2 separate regions of the Sus scrofa genome follow, and region 1 is linked to region 2. Evidence: chromatin contacts called from public Hi-C data. All regions are on one chromosome and are shown on one strand. Each heading gives the region's core, a stretch centred on a gene start, on an enhancer-like site or on the middle of the called end of the contact. The rest is flanking DNA. Distances are from core to core; before and after follow the strand shown. Region 1 overlaps RAB31 (ras-related protein Rab-31). Region 2 holds the start of PPP4R1 (serine/threonine-protein phosphatase 4 regulatory subunit 1).

Region 1 (4,302 bases), core at 1,710-4,209, 98 kb before region 2:
TGGAAAACTAACCTGAAGCCTTGCCAGAGAGGAGGCAGAGGTGAAGACAAGGGCGCTGAGGGACCTGGACTGAAAGTAAGCACCTGTGCCCAGGTGAACGGGAACTGCAACAGAAGTGATGACTCAGGGAAAAGTGAAGAGAAGGCAAGGACATGTGGGCAAATGGAGCCTCTGACTTCCAGGTTCCGAGTCACGGTCACCAAGGAGCTACTGATAACACCAGCCGCATTATCCACATGATGATGATGGTGATAGAGAATGTTTTATTAAGATACCTCATGTTAACCTGCCTCATCGCTCTAATCTTCAACCCAATTCTCTGGGGGATATACTACTACTACCTTCAATACAGTTTGGAAACCAGGCTCAGGAAGGGTCAGCAGTTGAACCTTGTCTGTGCCTCAGAAGCCTGAGCCTCTAATCTCCATCTTCCGGACAAGTGCGACAATGCATTTACCTTCCGCTTGCTCAATGTACCCCGTGTGCCTAAGACACAGCCAGCACTGCATTAGGCGCTGGGGAGCCAAGAAGCTGTACCCTCTCCTCTATAAGACACACAGAGGAAGGCGATGTGGAGCCAGATTCCAAGGTCCCAGCCTCCCGGAGCCTGGGTTTCATCTTCTTGACACAAAGGAGCAGCCACTCCCAGACACTGTGCCTGCATCCTGGTGGGATGGCTCAGCCATGTGGTTTCCTTGGCACCTCGAGATCTCCTTACGCATGATGTGCCAGCACACACCCTGTGTGAGAAGCTCATGAGAAACTGCAGCAATGGTCTTTCTCCACCTCAACCTACACTCCAAAGGTTTTCCAGCTGACGGAGCCCACGTTCAGCACCAAATCTGAGCCTCTCCGAGGCCCATCAAGGTCAACATTCTGGGTTTACAGATGGAGAACCTGGGGCCCATGCACATCACAGGCACACTGCTTGCCAAAGGGGGCGCCGCCAAACCCAGGCCTCCATCTCTAGGATGTTCTTTCCCTGACACTAAATGATTCCAGTCCTACGGCAGCAAGTCCTTAGAGGATCTGAGCACATGGGACCAGGAGGGCCTTCGGAAGCAACTTGGGTGAAGGGAGTCAGAAGATACAAACTTCCAGGTGTAAGATATACACGTCCTTGGGGACGAAGCATGCAGCATGGGGACCAGACTTAACAACATTGTATTGTATATTTACAAGTCTATAAGAGTATGCCTTAAAAGTTCCCATCACAAGAAAAAAACATTGTCTAACTATGTGAGGCCATGGATATTAACTAGACTTATGCGGTGATCATTTCACAACATATACGAATGTCAAATCATTACGTTGTATACCTGAAACTAATATAATGTTCTATGCCAATTACTTCTCAAAAAAGAAAAAAGATCAAAGCAAAAAAAGAAAAAAAAAGAACTTGGTAAGGTTTTCATAGAAATAAAAATGCATTTATTATGCAAATGTATGCTGCATGATCCTAATAAAATAATGTTCAATTTTCAAAAAGATTGAACAAAATGTTAGATTTATTTCATATTGGTAGAGATAACTTAACCTAACTAGAATATGGGCAAAGTGAAAATAGAATTCTTTTCAAAAAAAGAAAAAAAAAAAAAAGCTAGGGAGGAAAAAGTCCAGAGCTAAGAAATCTCAAAGTGAGGAGTTCCCACTGTGGCACAACAGGATCAGCGGATTGATAGCACCTCTGCAGCACCAGGATGCAGGTTCAATCCCCAGCCCGGCACAGTAGCTTAAAGGATCCGGTGTTGCCACATCTACAGCATGGGTTACAACGGTGGCTCAAATCTGATGCCTGGCTCAGGAACTCCATATGCCACAGGGTGGTCAAAAATGGAAGGAAAAAAAAACCCTCGAAGTGAAATAATAGACAGTTTCCTACAGCTGAACAACTTTGGTTAATTTCTATATTAAAACATGATTTTGTGCAAATAGGTGTAGATAAATTGATAACAACCCCATAGAGCTGACCACCTTCCTCTTCACGTGATAGGAGGGTAGCAAAGAAAATGTGTAGTGAGTGCTTCTCAAGATAGGAACTGTCCCTTGTATGAGTAACCGAATATTCCCAGAGATACTGTGGGTACCTACATGCAGTATGAGCATGCCCATAAAGCCTGAGCCCCAGACTGCTCATCTATAGAAAATGATGTGTGCATCCTCTGAGAAGTGTGTATTTATTTACAAACTGCACCCATGCAATACTATCCTAAGATATCTTGCAACCTATAAGACATAGTCAGAAACAGAAATTTTAGAAGAACGATCCATCTATCAGCACCATCTCAACACTGTTTGGCCAAACACAGAAATCTCTGGATGCTGAGGCTGGCGCAAGCTGCCTGCACACCCCTCAGATTTCACATTTCTGCTCATGCCGTTGTCACAGACTTAAAATCAGTACTTGCCAGCACTGGGGGAAAGGACTCTCTGTATCCCTCACGAAAGGCTGGGAAACCCAGGCACCAAGCCCCCAAAGTAAGAACCACCGTGTGAAGTGGAGGCTGGAGGCAGCCACTATACAAATCCCTGCACTGGAAATGAGAAGCAGCTGTGTGGAGAGCAATTAAGCCAAGCAGCCCAAGGACTAGGCATTCAGGCACATCCCCTCTCTTCCCCAGGCTCAGCCACACCGGGCTTTGGGTTCCATGGATACCCTGTATTTTTATTTTTTGGCTGGGTCTGGGGCATGCTGGAACTTCCTGATGGCCACCAGAAGCATAGGGGCTACCCATCCAAAGCCTGACCCCCAGGAGGAAACACCCATAAGGATTTTATAGCTGAGCCCAGTGGTATCACATCATCTCCACGCTCTGGGCTTTGCCATCACTTCATCACACTCACTTTTTTTTTTTTTTGGCAGGCAGTTATGTCCAAACCATAACGTGATAATGTGCTGCTTTATGACTGTAGCTGAAGAGCCATTCAGCAAAGAAAGCCTGGAAAAGATTGCCTGATGGCTGGGCCTGGCCAACAGCAAAGTCCAGCTGCCTCCGGCTTAAGCACCCCAAGCATCGCCTTGGCCACTCACTGACCTCGGGTGCATTGCATCTGCATCCTGGGCCACAGTCATGGTTTAAAGGTCATTCCTACATGTGCACTAGGAATCTAAGGGACAGAAAGCTCTGTGCTCTCTAAGTTGTCAGAGGATGTCCATTTCTATATTCCAGCTTTACAAATATACAACTGATTGACTTGATTAAAAAAAAATCAAGGAAGAAAAATAAATGTACAAGGAAAGAAGATTCCTTGTTCCAGGAGTGAAATCATCATTCTGGTTTCAATTTGGACCCTTCTGTCTGTTCGTGTTCCGGCCCTGGGGACCTACAATGCACTGCCCCCGCCTCCCCCGCAGAATTCTCGCTCAAGCAGGAAGATTGCAGTTCGACTGAGGCAACCAGGCCAGAAGTTTACAGATAATCCGGTCAGATGAAGCAAAGGAAGTGTGTTTCTTCACTCCGTGGTTGGGACAACTTCGGGGTCAGGAATGGGATTGCAGAACTTCTCCGACCTCAGAGTACCAACTTCTGCCACACCGTGATCTGACCATGTGACCTGAGCAGCTAATTTCACACTTCAGTGTCCTACCCCTACAGCAGGCAACTTACCCAAACTGGCATAAAAGCAACTTTCCCAAGCATCACAGGCTAGCGAAAACACACTTGTAAAGTGTGCCTGCGCTGACCCTTATTTTGTCTGTCTGCCTCTCTCCCAGAAAAGGATGAGGATCTTTAAGAAGGAGTTTCCAAATCCCAGAGCATGCCAAGCCTGCATTTTTACGAGAAGGGATCCCCTTCTGCTAAATGCATCTAAATGGCAAACTGCATCTTTCTAGCATCCAGGAACAGAGGGTCAGCCAGGACACACAGACGGCAGCAGCATCCTGTCATTCTGATGACCAAAGGAAAAAAATTTGGAGCTTGTGTTCTCTATGACATTTAACCTTGAGTTTAGATCCAACCAAGCCAGCTTGATGTTTACACTTCCTCAGAATGGTAGCCACAGGCTGGCCGGCACCACTGAACTCTCCGTTTGCTCCTTCTCTGAAAAAATCAAAACACAAACCCCTAGGGCTGTTCCCGCAATATTCCCCATCAGATAACAGCAGGAACTCAGAGTGCCCTGCGCCTACCCTCAGACCTCAGACCTTTGGGCTGGCTACCAGCTGCGGTTCAGTCTGGACCACGGCTGGGGAGACACAAAAAGGAAGGAATGAACGGAGAGGACCCAGGCGCCTGGGGCTCAGGGGCTTCCTCAGCCACCCCTTGATCCTGGGACCCAGTCACTGCATGGCAGGGCAGG
Region 2 (4,510 bases), core at 1,495-3,994:
TTTTGTATACTTTCAGTTTCAGGAATGTTCATTGAAGAAAAAAGTAAACAGTTCAATGACCAATACAAAAATTAATAAATGACATTGCATCAGGCGATGTCAGTTGGGTTTTTTTTTTTTTTTGTTTATTAGCAATACTTTCCCCGTGATACTTATTATGTTTGTTGGTGTTTGAAGAGCCAAATTCAACCATTTCCGAGGCTCCTTGGCTACTAATAAAAGTTTTCACTATCAGTTGAAAGAGGATTTATTCTGAAAAACTCAGGCCTTCGTACCACATAGTTGGATGATACTTTTTAAAGCAGTGACTCATGGCATTCCCTCTAGTTTACAGATTTCAGTGGCAGATTGTGGGGAAGGGGGGTTGTGCTCTGACCACTAACAGCACAACTGGCATCCATAGGCTACATTAAAAGTGCCAATGGGGTAGGAATGTGTAGAATAATAATTGCTATTCTTGGTTCAAATATCTTTTTTTTTTTTTTTTCTTTTTAGGGCCGCAGCCATGGCACATGGATGTTCCCAGTCTACATCACAGCCACAGCAACTCAGGATCCAAAACCCCTCTGTGACCTACACCACAGCTCACGGCAACACTGGATCCTTTACCCCCCTGAGTAAGGCCAGGAACAGAACCCACATCCTCATGGATACTAGTCGGGTTCATTACCGCTGAACCACTATGGGAACTCCTCAAATATCATTATTATTATTATTATTTTGCTTTTTAGGGCTGCACCCACGACATATGGAGGTTCCCAAGCTAGGGGTCTAATTGGTGCTACAGCTGCTGGCCTAGGCCACAGCCACAGCAACGCAGGATCCAAGCCGTGTCTGCAACCTACACCCCAGCTCACGGCAGTGCTGGATCCTTAACCCACTGAGCAAGGCCAGGAATTGAACCCACAACCTCATGGTTGCTAGTCGGATTTGCTTCCGCTGCGCCATGACAGGAACACCTCAAATATCATTTTTTTTATGAGGAGGAAACAGTGCCTTTTAGAGAGTAAATACTGGTTTAAAAAACATTTCTTGTATCTCTGAGAAAGGACTAGAGGGTGAACAAAAATCAAATGTAAAAATCGTGCCTATGCCGAAAACTGTAAGGATGCCCCATTGAAATGTCTGAAAACCAAGCTGCCTCCAGGGACCAGCTGTAACATGTGGTGCAGGTAAGATGATAACTAGATGCACAGCTCCTGAACAATATGGACAAAATTACACACCTTCCTCCCTGCTGCCAATGCAGAGAAAGTGAGATAAAACACAGTGAGGCAAAAGCAGGGTTAGCCGTTCTGCATCCCTGGCTAACACTGGGTATGTAACCTCTACTTCAGCACAATCATTGAGAATTAGAAGTCTGCCTTTACTGGGTAGACCATCCAGATAGTTTCCTTATTTTTGTGTGTCCAGGAGCTGAAGCATAGTTGGCGACCTGGATCTTGTGTTGTTGCAAGGAGATCACCGCTTCGTGTAAAGAGCCAAATCCTGTGCCTGCCCCCCTCCACCCGGAATTGTTAAAGTGGTAGGTGTCATTGGGCAAAATGCTTACAGGCTGAGTCAATTGATAGCCTGTGAATTTCTAACTCCTTGTCATTTTGAGAATTAGTGTCACCTGAATTCAGGGAAGGGCCTTCTCTCAGGGAAGAAATGGGTCGTGACAGTTTGGCTCTTAGTTTTAATTACTCTGTATTTGAGAAAATAAGACACACAACTAGACTCGTAGGTGCTATTCCAGTTATTATTACTCCCAGAAACTTAACATATACTATGCAACATGCATTCCATCTTGTAGCATCTGCGAGGCAAGTTTTTGGAACAGCTAGTAGAATCCACTTTATTACACAGAATCATGAATTTCAGAGGGTCTTTAACGGCATTAAATGTAATAGTGCCCTTGGTTAAGGCCACAGTGCAGACCATTTGGAATTCTCTCTGCTCCCCAGGAGTCCAGACCCCCAACGTGGCATCACTTTAAACTGGCCTGTTCCGAAAACTGTAAGGATGCCTCATTGTTTTGTTCCCCACTCAGGAGCTGAGCCTTTCCGAGGCCTCGAGTGGAAGAGGTCGTACTCGTCATTTAACTCATGTAAAAACAAGGGAAAATAAAACCTGTGATACAGGTTTCACTCCAGCACCTCATATACCACCAAAATTGTTTCAACACTTTCAGGATAAAAGCTACAGCTAGAAAGAAGCCTTTCCTCCTGCACCGGCGGAGGTCAGGGACCCTACGCTCGGACCCAGCTGTCCCTCATTCATCCTAGTAACCCCAGGTCGGGGATCGCCCTTACTTCCGCCCCGCGCGCGCCCGCCGCCCAGGGGGCGGAACCGGCCTGAGCCCAGCCGCCCCGCCGCGCCTGGCCCTCGGCGGCTTTGTTCGCGCTTCCCGGCTCCGAAGTGCCCCGGTCTCGGCCGGAGCAGAGGCCGCGCGCGCAGCCGCCAGGGCGGGGTGTGTGTGTGTGTGTGTCTGTGTGTGTATAGAGTGGCGGCCGGGCTGAGCCCCGCCGACCGAACTGGCGGCGCCGTGACCCAACAAAGCGTGCGGCGCGAGGCCCCGCCCGCCCCGGTCGCCCGGCCCAGCACTCGGCGCGGGCCCCCGGCGGCGGCAACGACGCCCGACCGCACGCGGTACCGCGGCGGGCCGAGCCGAGAGCGCGCCGGCGGGGCGGCCGGGAGCGAGCCAGGCGGGAGGCGGGCCGGCGCGCGGGCAGGGGCGGCCGGGTCCGCCCGCCGCGCTCGGCCCGCCCCGCGCGCCCCCGCGGCACCGCCTCCCGCGCGCGTCCACCGGCCGCCGCGCGCGCCGCGCTGTAGCCCCGGTCCCCGGGCGACGGCGGAGGAGGGGGCGCCGCAAGATGGCGGGTACGGGCCCCGCGGCGGGGCGGCGGGCGGGGGGCGCGGGCCGGGGGCGGCGGGCGGCGGGCTGACGGCTTTCTTCTTTCCCTCGGCGCAGACCTGTCGCTGCTCCAGGAGGACCTGCAGGAGGACGCGGACGGATGTGAGTGCGCGCCGGCCTCGGGGCGGGGGGCTGGCGGGCGGTGGGGTCCAGAGGCCGATCCCGGCGCGGCGGCGGCTGTGGGGACGCCCGGCCCCCGGCCCTCGGTCCCCGGCCCGGCTCGGAGGGGGCGGCTCGGCGGCCGGGCGGGAGCACCGGCGGGCGGAAGCCGGGGCAGGCGGGCGCCCGGGAGCCTCCGCGGCCCCTCCCGGGCCAGAGGGCTGGGACCGTGGACAGGGTCTGGGCGCCTCCCGCGCGGAGCGGCACCGCACGCCGGAGACCCGCAGTCTCCCGGCGCCGGGGTCCGGGGGCCGGGAAGGTGGAAGGTGTGGCCTGGCGGGAGGGGCCGCTTTCCCCGCCGCGTTCCTAGGGTGCGCGGTTCGCACGGCGCCAGGCCTTCTTGAACACTCAGATGTCTGCTTTCTTGGAGATGCTCAAGTTTTCACAGTCGATTCTTTGGCTGAAAGGAAAACAAAACAAAGTTTGACATTTCCAGAGTAGCGTCAGAAAGGACTTGTTCATTTCGTGTGTGCTCTTCTGAGAACACAGAATAATTTGGAAATTGTCCTTGAGTTGCAGAGATAACCGCGGTAGAATTTGTGGTGTGTTCGGGCAGAGCTGAGATTTACTGTGGCTACTGTCGATGTAAGTAATACAGAGGTGGCTGCACTTTGAAATAGCTCTTTTAAATGCCGTGTAGTTAATCTTTTTTTGCATTGTGTAATGTGTCCCTTGCCACAAATAAGCTCAATTTTTAAAGACTGGGTGTTTTGAGTGAAGTGAGGGCGATTTACTCTTTAGAAGGATTCCTTAAAAAGAGTATTTTTTTTTAAGTGAGTGAACCATATGTAAACTTATTTTTGGCAAAATATAAGTTTACTTTTTTTTTTTTAAGTAACGAGCTCTTTTAAGGGAGCAGCGCTCAGGTAGTTAAAGACAACTTTTACATTTCCTGTGATGTTTTACCCTAGGACACTTGTCTCCCTCCTAGTGACCTTAAAATGTTAAGGTAGCTATTGGTTTTTTGCACAGTTAGGCTTGAAGACGTGGCTCTGATGAGGCAGGGGCGTCTCATGCTTATATTCAGGTTCAAGGTTTTGTAAATAGAAAACACATTCCTTCAGCAGGTGTTAAGGGCTGTCACTCATTTCTTACCACTTAGGTGCCATGCATTCGTCAAGGTTAAAAAGTGAGCTGTCCTGTTAGTTGTGCCCTTGACCCTTAGGGAACGCAACCTAGAAGAGAAGCCATACCTGTGAAGAACTCAACCATGATTTATTCATGACCCTCCAGAGTTCTGCTTGGTACTGAGGATCTACCAGTGGGCAGGATGGTCACAATCCATGCCCTCTAGTGGTTTACACGCAGTTTTAATACAAGTGTGATAATGAGGGTGTGGGGGCATGCTCGCACAGTAGTTGTTAGACGGCTCAGAGGCCAGACTGCTTTCCTCCAGTCTTCATGTCGCCCCTTTGGACAGACTCGGGCAACTCACTGAACTTCCCTGTGCCCTTA

What was found. A called contact is a pair of places that touch in the nucleus more often than the background predicts.
Region 1: a Hi-C map of alveolar macrophages shows a contact between it and region 2, with 2.7 times the contacts expected there. The contact joins the enhancer-like site here to the promoter of PPP4R1 in region 2. A contact is called at or near these places in 2 of 5 promoter capture datasets (fetal liver and liver), 14 of 47 Hi-C or Micro-C datasets (alveolar macrophages, blood, brain and 10 more) and 2 of 2 datasets of contacts at active chromatin or transcription factors (alveolar macrophages and skeletal muscle).

Annotation. Positions count from the first base shown.
Region 1 is chr6:98,362,197-98,366,498 of Sscrofa11.1, forward strand. All of the region lies in intron 1 of RAB31 (ras-related protein Rab-31), which reads right to left. Among named protein-coding and RNA genes, the nearest start is that of RAB31, 22 kb to the right of the region's middle. Within about 2 kb of position 2,960, at least 11 of the 83 cell types and tissues checked have an H3K27ac peak or open chromatin away from gene starts, as enhancers often do. A contact at or near this core is called in alveolar macrophages, liver and retroperitoneal adipose tissue, where this site is marked.
Region 2 is chr6:98,460,089-98,464,598 of Sscrofa11.1, forward strand. PPP4R1 (serine/threonine-protein phosphatase 4 regulatory subunit 1) reads left to right here and starts at 2,745. Exons shown (of 20, transcript XM_021096060.1): 1 at 2,745-2,862; 2 at 2,954-2,998. The coding sequence starts at 2,856.